3 separate regions of the Oryctolagus cuniculus genome follow, and regions 2 and 3 are each linked to region 1. The links are chromatin contacts, called in public Hi-C and Micro-C maps. All regions are on one chromosome and are shown on one strand. Each heading gives the region's core, a stretch centred on a gene start, on an enhancer-like site or on the middle of the called end of the contact. The rest is flanking DNA. Distances are from core to core; before and after follow the strand shown. Region 1 holds the start of PTPRJ (protein tyrosine phosphatase receptor type J). Region 2 overlaps PTPRJ (protein tyrosine phosphatase receptor type J). Region 3 overlaps PTPRJ (protein tyrosine phosphatase receptor type J).

Region 1 (2,941 bases), core at 170-2,669:
TGGCACCTAGCGGCCTGCTCCTCACTGCACACAGCTCCAACCCAGCCTCCTTTTTCTTTTTTTTATTTGAAAGAGTTACACACACACAGAGAAAGAGAGGCAGAGAGAGAGAGAAAGAGGTCTTCTATCCACTGGCTCATTCCCTAACAGGCTGCAACAGCTGGAGCTGCGCCCAACAGAACCCATGAGTCAGGAGTTTCTTCTGGTTCTCCCACAGGGGTGCAAGAGCCCAAGGACTTGGGCCATCTTCTACTGCTTTCCCAGGCCACAGCAGAGAGCTGGATCGGAAGTGGAGCAGCCGGGACTTGAACCGGCGCTCATATGGGATTCCGACACTGCAGGCAGAGTCTATACCTGCTTTGCCACAGTGCCTGCCCCCAACCCAGCCTTCTTATCCTGGGCTTCAAAGTCACCCTCTGTTCAGAAGCCAGGCAGAAGCACCTGCCTCCTGGGTTATGCTAAATTGCTCCCACTCCCTGAGACACCACCCCTCTATCTGCCTGGTGATATTCAACCCACCCTTCAAAGCCTTCTCAGGTATTGCCGGCCCTCCATTCCCTTGTGTCCCCTCTGAATTACTCTCTCCCCTGGACTGATCTGACTTTTCCCCTCTAGACTTCTCCTTGGGCAAGTGGCCCAGCCTCCCCGAGACCCTCACTTCCCTCCTCTGTGCTGGGGCCAGCGGTTTCTGCGTTCCCTTTTAATTCCTTTCAGATCATGGGCCTCATTGACAGGCCCATAGAAGCTTCCAGAAGTGCTAACGCACTCGGAGGATCACTGTGTAGCACGAAGATGCCTAGGACTTTCCCGGGAGTCCCATTTAATGGCCAGCTAAGCCTGTCTCTATAGGTACTAGTGTTGTTATTTCACACACGAGGCACCGGAGGCGCAGGAAGGTGAAGTGCCTCCCCAGGGGGTCACTCCTGCCTGCTGGACAGGCTCCTCCGCCATCTCTCTCGGCCTCCCTGGCCAGGGGACCGGGACAATACAGCACCCAGCCCATCTCCGGCAGGTCCAGAGTTCACGCAACCCTCCCCAAGCCCATCCAGGGCCCACGCGTTGCTGTCTGCAAGCAGGCCGGGCCGTGCCTTCGTCCCAGGTCCGCGGCCAACAGCTGGTGACCCAAACCCCCCGGCCGCGGAGCCAGCATCGCCGGCGCGTGGCGGCGCCGCAGCCGAGCCGCGTCCTGGTCCCGAGCCCCAGGAATGTGGGAGGGCTGCACGGAGGGGCCGGCCAAGGCGCGGGCGCTTCCTCAGCTCGCCCGAGGGGAGCCGCCAGGGCGCGCGCGGGGCGCGCCGCCGCCCCCTCCCCGCCGCCCGGCCGGCTCGGTGGGGGCGGGGGCCGCGGCGCGAGGGCGCGAGGGGCCGCGGCGCTGTGCAGCCGCCCGGCCGGCCGGGGCGGGAGGAAGCGATGAATATTCAGAGGGGGAGGGGAGGAGAGGCGGCCGAGCGCTCGCCGCGGCTCCCTGCAGCCCGAGCCGCATGACGCGCGGAGGAGGCAGCGGGAGCGGCGCGAGCCGCGGGAGCCGGGAGCAGGGGGCCGCGCGCGGGGGGTGGGCGCCGCTCGCTCCGCCCCGCGAAGCCCCTGCGCGCCCAGGGACGCCGCCCCCCCGCCGCAGCCGCGCCGGGCCCCGCCGTGTGGCCGCCGCCACCGCCACCGCCGCCGCTGCCATGTCCCCGGGGAAGCCCGGGGCGGGCGGAGCGGGGACGAGGCGGACCGGCTGGCGGAGGAGGAGGCGGAGGCGGCGGCTGGAGGCGGCGACGCGGGAGCCGGGGCTGTGGCGCACGGCGGGGCCCGATTCGCGCGTCCCGGGCACGTTCCAGGGCGCGCAGGGCATGAAGCCGGCGGCGCTGGAGGCGCGGTCGCCTCCGCGTTGGCCGGGGCTGCGCCGGGCGCTGCCGCCGCTGCTGCTGCTGTTGCGCCTGGGCCAGGTAAGCCACCGGGTGGGCCCGGGCGGGGCCCGGGACCGGCATCCCCTGCACCTGCCCGGGTGTACCCCGATTGGGGGGCCCCGGGGAAGGTGGTAAGGGGGTGCGGATCCTCGGAGTCCCCCTCGTGGAGCGAGCTTGCCGGTGGTGGTGGTGGTGGTGGGGACCCCAGCCGGCCTCGCGCGCGGGCGGCTGAGCTCCGTCCCCGACTGTCTGGTACCAAGGGGAGGGCAGAGGGCCCCGGGGTCCCCGGGGAGCCTGCAGCCTCCTGGTGGCAGCCCCCGCGCGGGCTCTGGACGGTCTGTGGCTCGGCCCTGCCGGGAGCTGGTCCCATCTGGCCAGCGCGGGCCCGGCTCGCGCGCGCCAGGCGGCCGGAGGGGGCGTGTTTGCGGAGGGCTCTGGACGCAGAGCACTGCCGGCCTGGCCAAGCCGCGGCCGACCTCCGACCTGGCCTGCAGGGGCCCGAGGGGCCGGGCCGAAGGGCAGCGTCGCCCGCCCCGGGGGCGCCGGGACTGGGCTGCGGGGTGGTGGGCGAGGCGCCGTAGCCCCGAGCCTGGGGCGCTGTTTTTGCGGAAAGTTCCCAGGCCCGGGGCCGCGCGCAGGCGTTCCCCAGGGCAGCCGGCCTGTTCCCCTGTCTCCCCGCGGGGATCCGCCGCTGGCTGTCCCCTCGCTGAGTGCGCGCTCTGTGGACGCCGGCTGCCCCCCAGCCGCCTCGATATTTCAGCTATTGCTGGGGCTGGTGTTTTGGGGACTGGCAGTTCCCGTGGCGGTGGGAGGCGAGGCTGGGGGGCGGGGGGACGTTCCCATTTCTCAGATAGGGAACTGAGCGAGAGAAGTGAAAGAGCGGAATCACCTAGTGCCGCTCTGCGCCCGAGCTGAGCCAGCGGCTCCGTGCCCGCCGCCTTCCGGGAGCTGCCCGGGTCTTGAGCGCGCCGGGGAAGGTGGCGCGGGTGATGCCCCCGCGCGTGAGAATCTGCCTTGTTGGATGCAGACGCCGGCTCTCCCTGCGATGG
Region 2 (2,941 bases), core at 320-2,819, 110 kb after region 1:
GTGGACGTACCACACTTTGTTCATCATTCACCTCTTGGTGGGCGGTTGATTGCTTCTGCCCTGTTGCTCCTGGCAACAGCGCTGCTGCAGCACCTGCTGTCTTATGCAAGCTCCATCCTCTGATTCGGCTCTGGTTCAGGCGCTGGGACTTCTGGTGCCCTCTGATCCTGATCTCGGGGTGGGCTTATTCCTGACCCTCTGATTGATGAGTGTGCTAAAGACAGAAGGGAAAAGTGTCAGAGCGTAAGAGGGAAGGGAGCAGATCTCGAAGTCTGGTAAGTCCCCTGGCACTGTTTGTCTTTGCATACTTTATTTCATTTTCTTCTGAGGGAAGTAGGGAGTGAAAAGTGGTGTTTCTCTAGACATTTTACCTTATAAAAATTGATTTACGAGAGAGGGAGAGGGAGGAGTGAGAAAGCACACATACAAGCACCAAATTGCTGGTTCACTCCCCAGGTGCCTGTAACAGCCAGGGCTGGGCCAGGCCTAAGCCAAGAGCTGAAACTCCATCCAGGTCTCCCATGTGGGTGGCAGGGACCCAAGTACTTGAACCGTTATCTGCTGCCTTGTGGGGTACGCATTAGCAGGAAGCTGGAATCAGAGCCAGGAATTGAACCCAGGCACTTTGAGAAAAGTGTTCTGCCTACTTATGGGCTATCCTGTACTGCTTGATATGCATACAGTTTTTGTTTAAAAAGATTGAGAGGCAGAAGCAGAGAGAGAGAGAGAGATAAAGTTCACTTCCCAAATGGCTGCAGTGGGCAGAGCTGTGCTGATCCGAAGCCAGGAGCCAGGAGCTTCTACCAGGTCTCCCTCGTGGGTGCAGGGGCCCAAGGACTTGGGCCATCTTCTACTGCTTTCCCAGGCCATAGCAGAGAGCTGGATCAGAAGTGGAGCAGCTGAGACTTTGAACCGGTGCCCGTCTGGGATGCCGGCACCACAGGCAGTGGCTTTACCTACTGCACCACTGCGCCGCCGTCTGACATGCGTGTATTATGCACTGCTGGGATGAGAGACACTGGAGGAGCCCTTGCTTGGAGCAGTCATCATTTCTGTGTGATGAGACGTCCCCTCCCCTTCTCCTGGCTGTTTGGAAGTGACCCACTCTGTTAACTCTGGTCACCCCACTCACCGTGTGCAGAACTCAGGAACACCTTCCTCCGGTCTGTTGCAGCTTTGCGACTATTGACCCAGCTCTCCTCATCCCCTGCCGCGTCCTCCCCTCACCAGGCGTGGTAGCCGCTGGTAACCAGCATATTCTCTTCTTCTACGCCAGCAGCTTTGGTAGCCTCGAGGGCCTGTTTCCGTGGAGCCCTTCTTGGTGCACGGCCCCCAGTGCCTTTTGGGGCCCTCTAGGGAGGGGAAGGGCTGTGGTAGGAAGCTGGACTTCCTCTTTCTGCCGTTGGCTTTGATGCTCAATGTACGAATCTGTGGAAACGGGGCCTCCACCCATCTTTTCCCCCTCCATGCGCAGTAGGCTTTGCGTTAATTTTAGAAAGATGAGCTTTCTGTCCATTGTAGTCTTTAAAAAAATATGCATGAAGGCTCTGCCTCGCCAGATAGCTTGCTGGGTGTGGTTTACAGGAATATTTTATCTGGGGGTGGTGTTGGGAGCTGGCAGGCGTGGACTCACCCTGTGACGCGGGAGCCTTGGTTTTTCGTTTTGTTTCATCTGTAAGAAACGAGTCAATGTGGAAATTACTTATCTTGCTGTGTTATTTTGTCAGTGGGTATTGTTTTGTTGCCAGCAGTAGGCAGTACAAACAGGGGTCCTTTAAGCGGAAGGGGAGTTTATCTCCCTGAGCAAGGAGCCTGCAGTAGGGGGCGTCTAGAGTAGGTTGATTAGCAGCTCCGGGATCCAGGTGTTGATCCACTTTCCCTTCAGCCATCTCCAGCAGGTGTATGTTTTCACGGAGTGGCTGCTGCAGCTCCAGATGTCACAGGCAGATCCCAAAGCAGGGTAGTATTTTTTCCCCCCTTGTGCCTTCCTTTTTATTCATGAAGAAGCTCTCCTTTGGGAGCCCTCCCCTTGTAGATCCTGAGGTCCCTGTGCTCTCTGTCTCTTTCTGGGTCTTTGAGTTCAGAGGAAAGAGCTGACAGATATTGGGGAGGTGAGGCCCAGGGAGGTGAGGAGGACCAGAAAGGCAGAGAGCAAGGCCAGCAGCGACGTGGAGCCCTATGATGTCACATGGGTTGGCACTGGCTGCTGTTTCGTGATGAACCTGGCGTGAGGCCGGCACGTTGCTGGGTGCTTAGGCTGCAAGGAGAAACCCTGCTGAGCCATCAAGGAGCTGGACGGGTAGGAAGGGACCGTCAAGTCGTCTTTGGAAATGGGATTTTCGTCTTCCCTACATCCTAGCCTAGTTCTCTCTGCTTGCTGTGTAGTGGGAGGTCATGTAGCTGGTAGTCACGCACGTGGACTCTGGAGACCATGTGTGGAGTTCACGCGCAGACCCTGCAGCTCAACTCAGCCGTGACCCACACCCAGCTGCTGGGTTGCAGGGAGGGTCGAGTTCATGTGTGCCCCCCAGGCACCTGCTGAGATGCATCGAGAACACGGACTCAGAGCTGGGATGCTGCTGTCCTGGGAATGCGGCTGCAATCCCTGGACTTGGATTTCCTGAGCTCCGTGCTCCCTGACACGCTACTCTGGGTCGGGGCCATCAACCTGAGCAGAGGGCCTGGCCCAGGCGGGTGCTCAAGGGTTGCTCTCTCAGTGAGTCGTCAGCGCTTTCTCTGTTGGGTCACTTAGCTACGTCTTAGAGCCTTTTGTTCCTATAAGCAGGGTGAGTGCGGGAGCCAGAGCTTGGATGTTTTTAGCAGACACTCAGGTGGAGGAAGGAATGGATCCAGAAGGGGACACGGTGTGCGGATGCACGGGCAGAGAGACCATACCGAGAGATGGCCAGGGCAGGCCATCCTAGCGTGTTGGGCCCATGTG
Region 3 (2,941 bases), core at 234-2,733, 69 kb after region 1:
AAACAAACAACAAAACAAATGGCTCTGTTCCAAGGACAGACATTTGCTTTACATACCCACAGACTGGGAGAGACGCAGGAGAAGCTGGAAGCAGGAGGTAATACCCGCGTTAGGGCTCCTGTTTATTTGAGTTGAGTCCCCAAGAAGCGCCTCGGCCACTCAGTGTTAGGACCAGCACCTCATGAAATGTGTTAGACTTTTTTTTTTTTTTTACAAGATTTATTTATGTGTTTATTTGAGAGGCAGAGCTACAGACAGAGGGAGAGACAGAGAGAGAGGTTTTCCATCTGCTGATTCACTCCCCAAATGGCCACAATGGCCAGAGCTGGCCTGATCTGAAGCCAGGAACTTCTTCCGGGTCTCCTATGTGGCTGCAGGGGCCCAAGCACTTGGGCTGTCTTCCACTGCTTTCCCAGTCCATAAGCAGAGTGCTGGATGGAAAGAGGAGCAGGTGGGACTTGAACCGGCACATATGTGGGGTGCTGGTGCTGCAGGCAGAGGCTTAGTCTACTATCCCACAGTGCCAGCCCCTAGAAATATTTTTTTAAAAGAAGATTTATTTATTTTAAAGGTAAAGTGAAGGGGGTGGGGGGAAAGAAACTTCACTTCCATCCCCTGGTTCACTCCCCAAATGGCCGTAACAGCCAGAGCTGGGCCAGACCAAAGCCAGGAGCTGGGAGCTTCAACTGGGTCTCACATGTAGGTGCAGGGGCCCAAGTACTTGGTCCATCTTCCACTGCTTTCCAAGGTGCATCAGCAGGGAGCTGCATCAGAAGTAGAGCAGCCAGGACTGGAACCAGCACCCACATGGGATGCCAGTGTTGTAGGCTGTGGCTTTACCCACTAGGCCATAGCGCTGGCCCCTTGCCGTGCTTTCTTCATTTAATCACCCTCTTTCTGTCACCTTTGCTCACAGGCGCATCCTTAGGTTGAGCTCTGCCTGCCAAGCCTGGGGCCTCTGAGACTTGTTCCTGGGGAGGCTGGCTGGGTGACGTGGGGATGGACGCGGGGGCGGGGCAGCTGTCTATCATTCTCAGCCTCCTCCTCTTCAGAGAAAGCAGCCAATAAGAGCAGATTTGTATCCGCAAGGGTTTGGAGACCATCTCAGATGTCCATTTGGTTTTATCTATCTGTCTATCGCTGAGAGAACAGATGCTTTATTTAATAATAATCCAACTTTGGAGAAGTTAGCCCCACCAGGAGTTCCTGTCTGTTCTGCCCACTGCTCTAAAATAGTGACTGGCACATAGTAGGTGCTCAGTAAACATTTGTTGAATGAATGAGCAAAAGGCAGTGCTCACGGATGGTTCTGGTTTTCACTTGCAGGGCAGCGTCTCCCCAGTCTCTCCCTACAGAGGGAAGTGCACATTTTTCAGCTACTTTTGCTGTGACTGATACACTTGGCTGCCTAACAAAAAGCCAGCGAAGAACTGAGATTTTTAGTATCGTTCAGAATGCTTGCCATTCCTCTGGCTTTGCGAAATCATGAGCTGGTTATTTCGAGTTCACGGAGAGGTCAGAACTTGGTCTGCAGGAAGGAGGTTCCCCTTGGTTTATGCTAGGGGAACTTTTCCCCCTTTCTGTTTATTTTACCCAAAAGCTTCTGTTTTTCGCCCAAGCTAAAATCTGTTGGAGTGAGTTCTCAGCTTGTGCACATGTGTAAGTAAGAGTGTGTGAGTGAGTCTGTGTGTTTAAAGAGCTCATGTTTGGTTCTCAGTGATTTTTTTTCCCTTTTTTTTTTTTTTTTTGGTGCCGATGAGTTGATTTCAGCTCATTTGAAAGGGCAGCTCTGAAGTGGGTGCTTAAAGTTCCGTTTCAGTTGTAGAGTTGACTGAATCAATTTCTTGGGCCTTCCCGGTGCTGTTCCTAGCTTGTTTCCCATGGGACAGGGGCCGCTCAGCTCTCAGTACAGGAGGTTTTATCCCTGCCCTTCCAGCCTCATTGTGTGTTTAAGCTGTGGGTCCCCTTTGTCCTTTGTGAGTAATTTTGGGGCCAGAAGGGAGGTGGTAAAGGCCCTGGAGCCCTGGCCTTGTCACAGCCCTTCCCCTCCATTCAGAAAGTGGGAGGGGCTGGAGGTTTGTGGGGTCACGGGTGCAGGGTCAGCCCGAGCCACCCCGCACGCCTCTCTGGGCATTGCCTGGTCCGCACCAGGCTGGCCAGGCCCTTCCTGCTTCAGATCACTTCCCTACAGAGCAGAGGGTGAGGAGGGAACCCTATCAGGCGGCCTCAGCTGTCAGTTTCAAAGGGGAACTGGGGAGGAGGCTTCCCAGCTCCAGCAGGGCCAGATCTGCTTTTCCCAGCTGCTTTGGTTACTACTGGTCCCCCTCCCAATCCTGTCCTCGGAGCCCCTCCCCGAGTGGCCCTCTGGGGAGGAGGTAGGTGTCCATCTCAGGACCCTGTTCACTTGTCTCTGCTACCCCTCCCCCCCGGGTACCTGTCCGCTTTCCCCCTTCACCCAGACTGCATTTCCATGTTCTGGAAACGTCCCTGAGTCTTTTCCTGTTTGTAGACTGTATGTCTTGCGTTAGACTTAAAAACTTTTTAGAAGAAATGTCATTCTTTGCCGCTGTGATTGATCTGCACAGCACACAGCAGATTGCATGGCACTTTTATGCATTCTCTTACTTGTAAACAATACCCTCCTGTGGGACCCCCACCTGGGACTGATGGGAGCCAGGTCCTGTTCTCAGAACGTCATGCATGCCGCCGCACCCATTGCACTGCTGTCACTCCTGGCAGGTAGAGGGCAGCCTAAGGCAGAGAGGGGGCAACGTGCCACTCCTGTGGTCCCGTCTTTGCCAAATGGGCTGAGGCCCTTGTCCCCAGGCAGTTGATTTCCAGAATCTCGGTGTTTAATCACTGTGCCATGGAGCCTTCGTGTAACCGGGGAGGGTAGGAATTATCACTCACTTATTTTTCAGAAATGGAAATCTTTCTCTTT

Evidence for each region. A called contact is a pair of places that touch in the nucleus more often than the background predicts.
Region 2: a Micro-C map of ear pinna shows a contact between it and region 1, with 4 times the contacts expected there. The contact joins the enhancer-like site here to the promoter of PTPRJ in region 1. A contact is called at or near these places in 2 of 6 Hi-C or Micro-C datasets (ear pinna and an unstated tissue).
Region 3: a Hi-C map of skin fibroblasts shows a contact between it and region 1, with 1.9 times the contacts expected there. The contact joins the enhancer-like site here to the promoter of PTPRJ in region 1. A contact is called at or near these places in 2 of 6 Hi-C or Micro-C datasets (skin fibroblasts and an unstated tissue).

The regions. Positions count from the first base shown.
Region 1 is chr1:18,061,997-18,064,937 of mOryCun1.1, reverse strand. PTPRJ (protein tyrosine phosphatase receptor type J) reads left to right here and starts at 1,419. Exons shown (of 25, transcript XM_017348393.3): 1 at 1,419-1,931. The coding sequence starts at 1,482.
Region 2 is chr1:17,948,944-17,951,884 of mOryCun1.1, reverse strand. The region is part of intron 1 of PTPRJ (protein tyrosine phosphatase receptor type J); the gene reads left to right. Among named protein-coding and RNA genes, the nearest start is that of PTPRJ, 110 kb to the left of the region's middle. Within about 2 kb of position 1,569, at least 1 of the 8 cell types and tissues checked has an H3K27ac peak or open chromatin away from gene starts, as enhancers often do.
Region 3 is chr1:17,993,478-17,996,418 of mOryCun1.1, reverse strand. All of the region lies in intron 1 of PTPRJ (protein tyrosine phosphatase receptor type J), which reads left to right. Among named protein-coding and RNA genes, the nearest start is that of PTPRJ, 69 kb to the left of the region's middle. Within about 2 kb of position 1,483, at least 3 of the 8 cell types and tissues checked have an H3K27ac peak or open chromatin away from gene starts, as enhancers often do.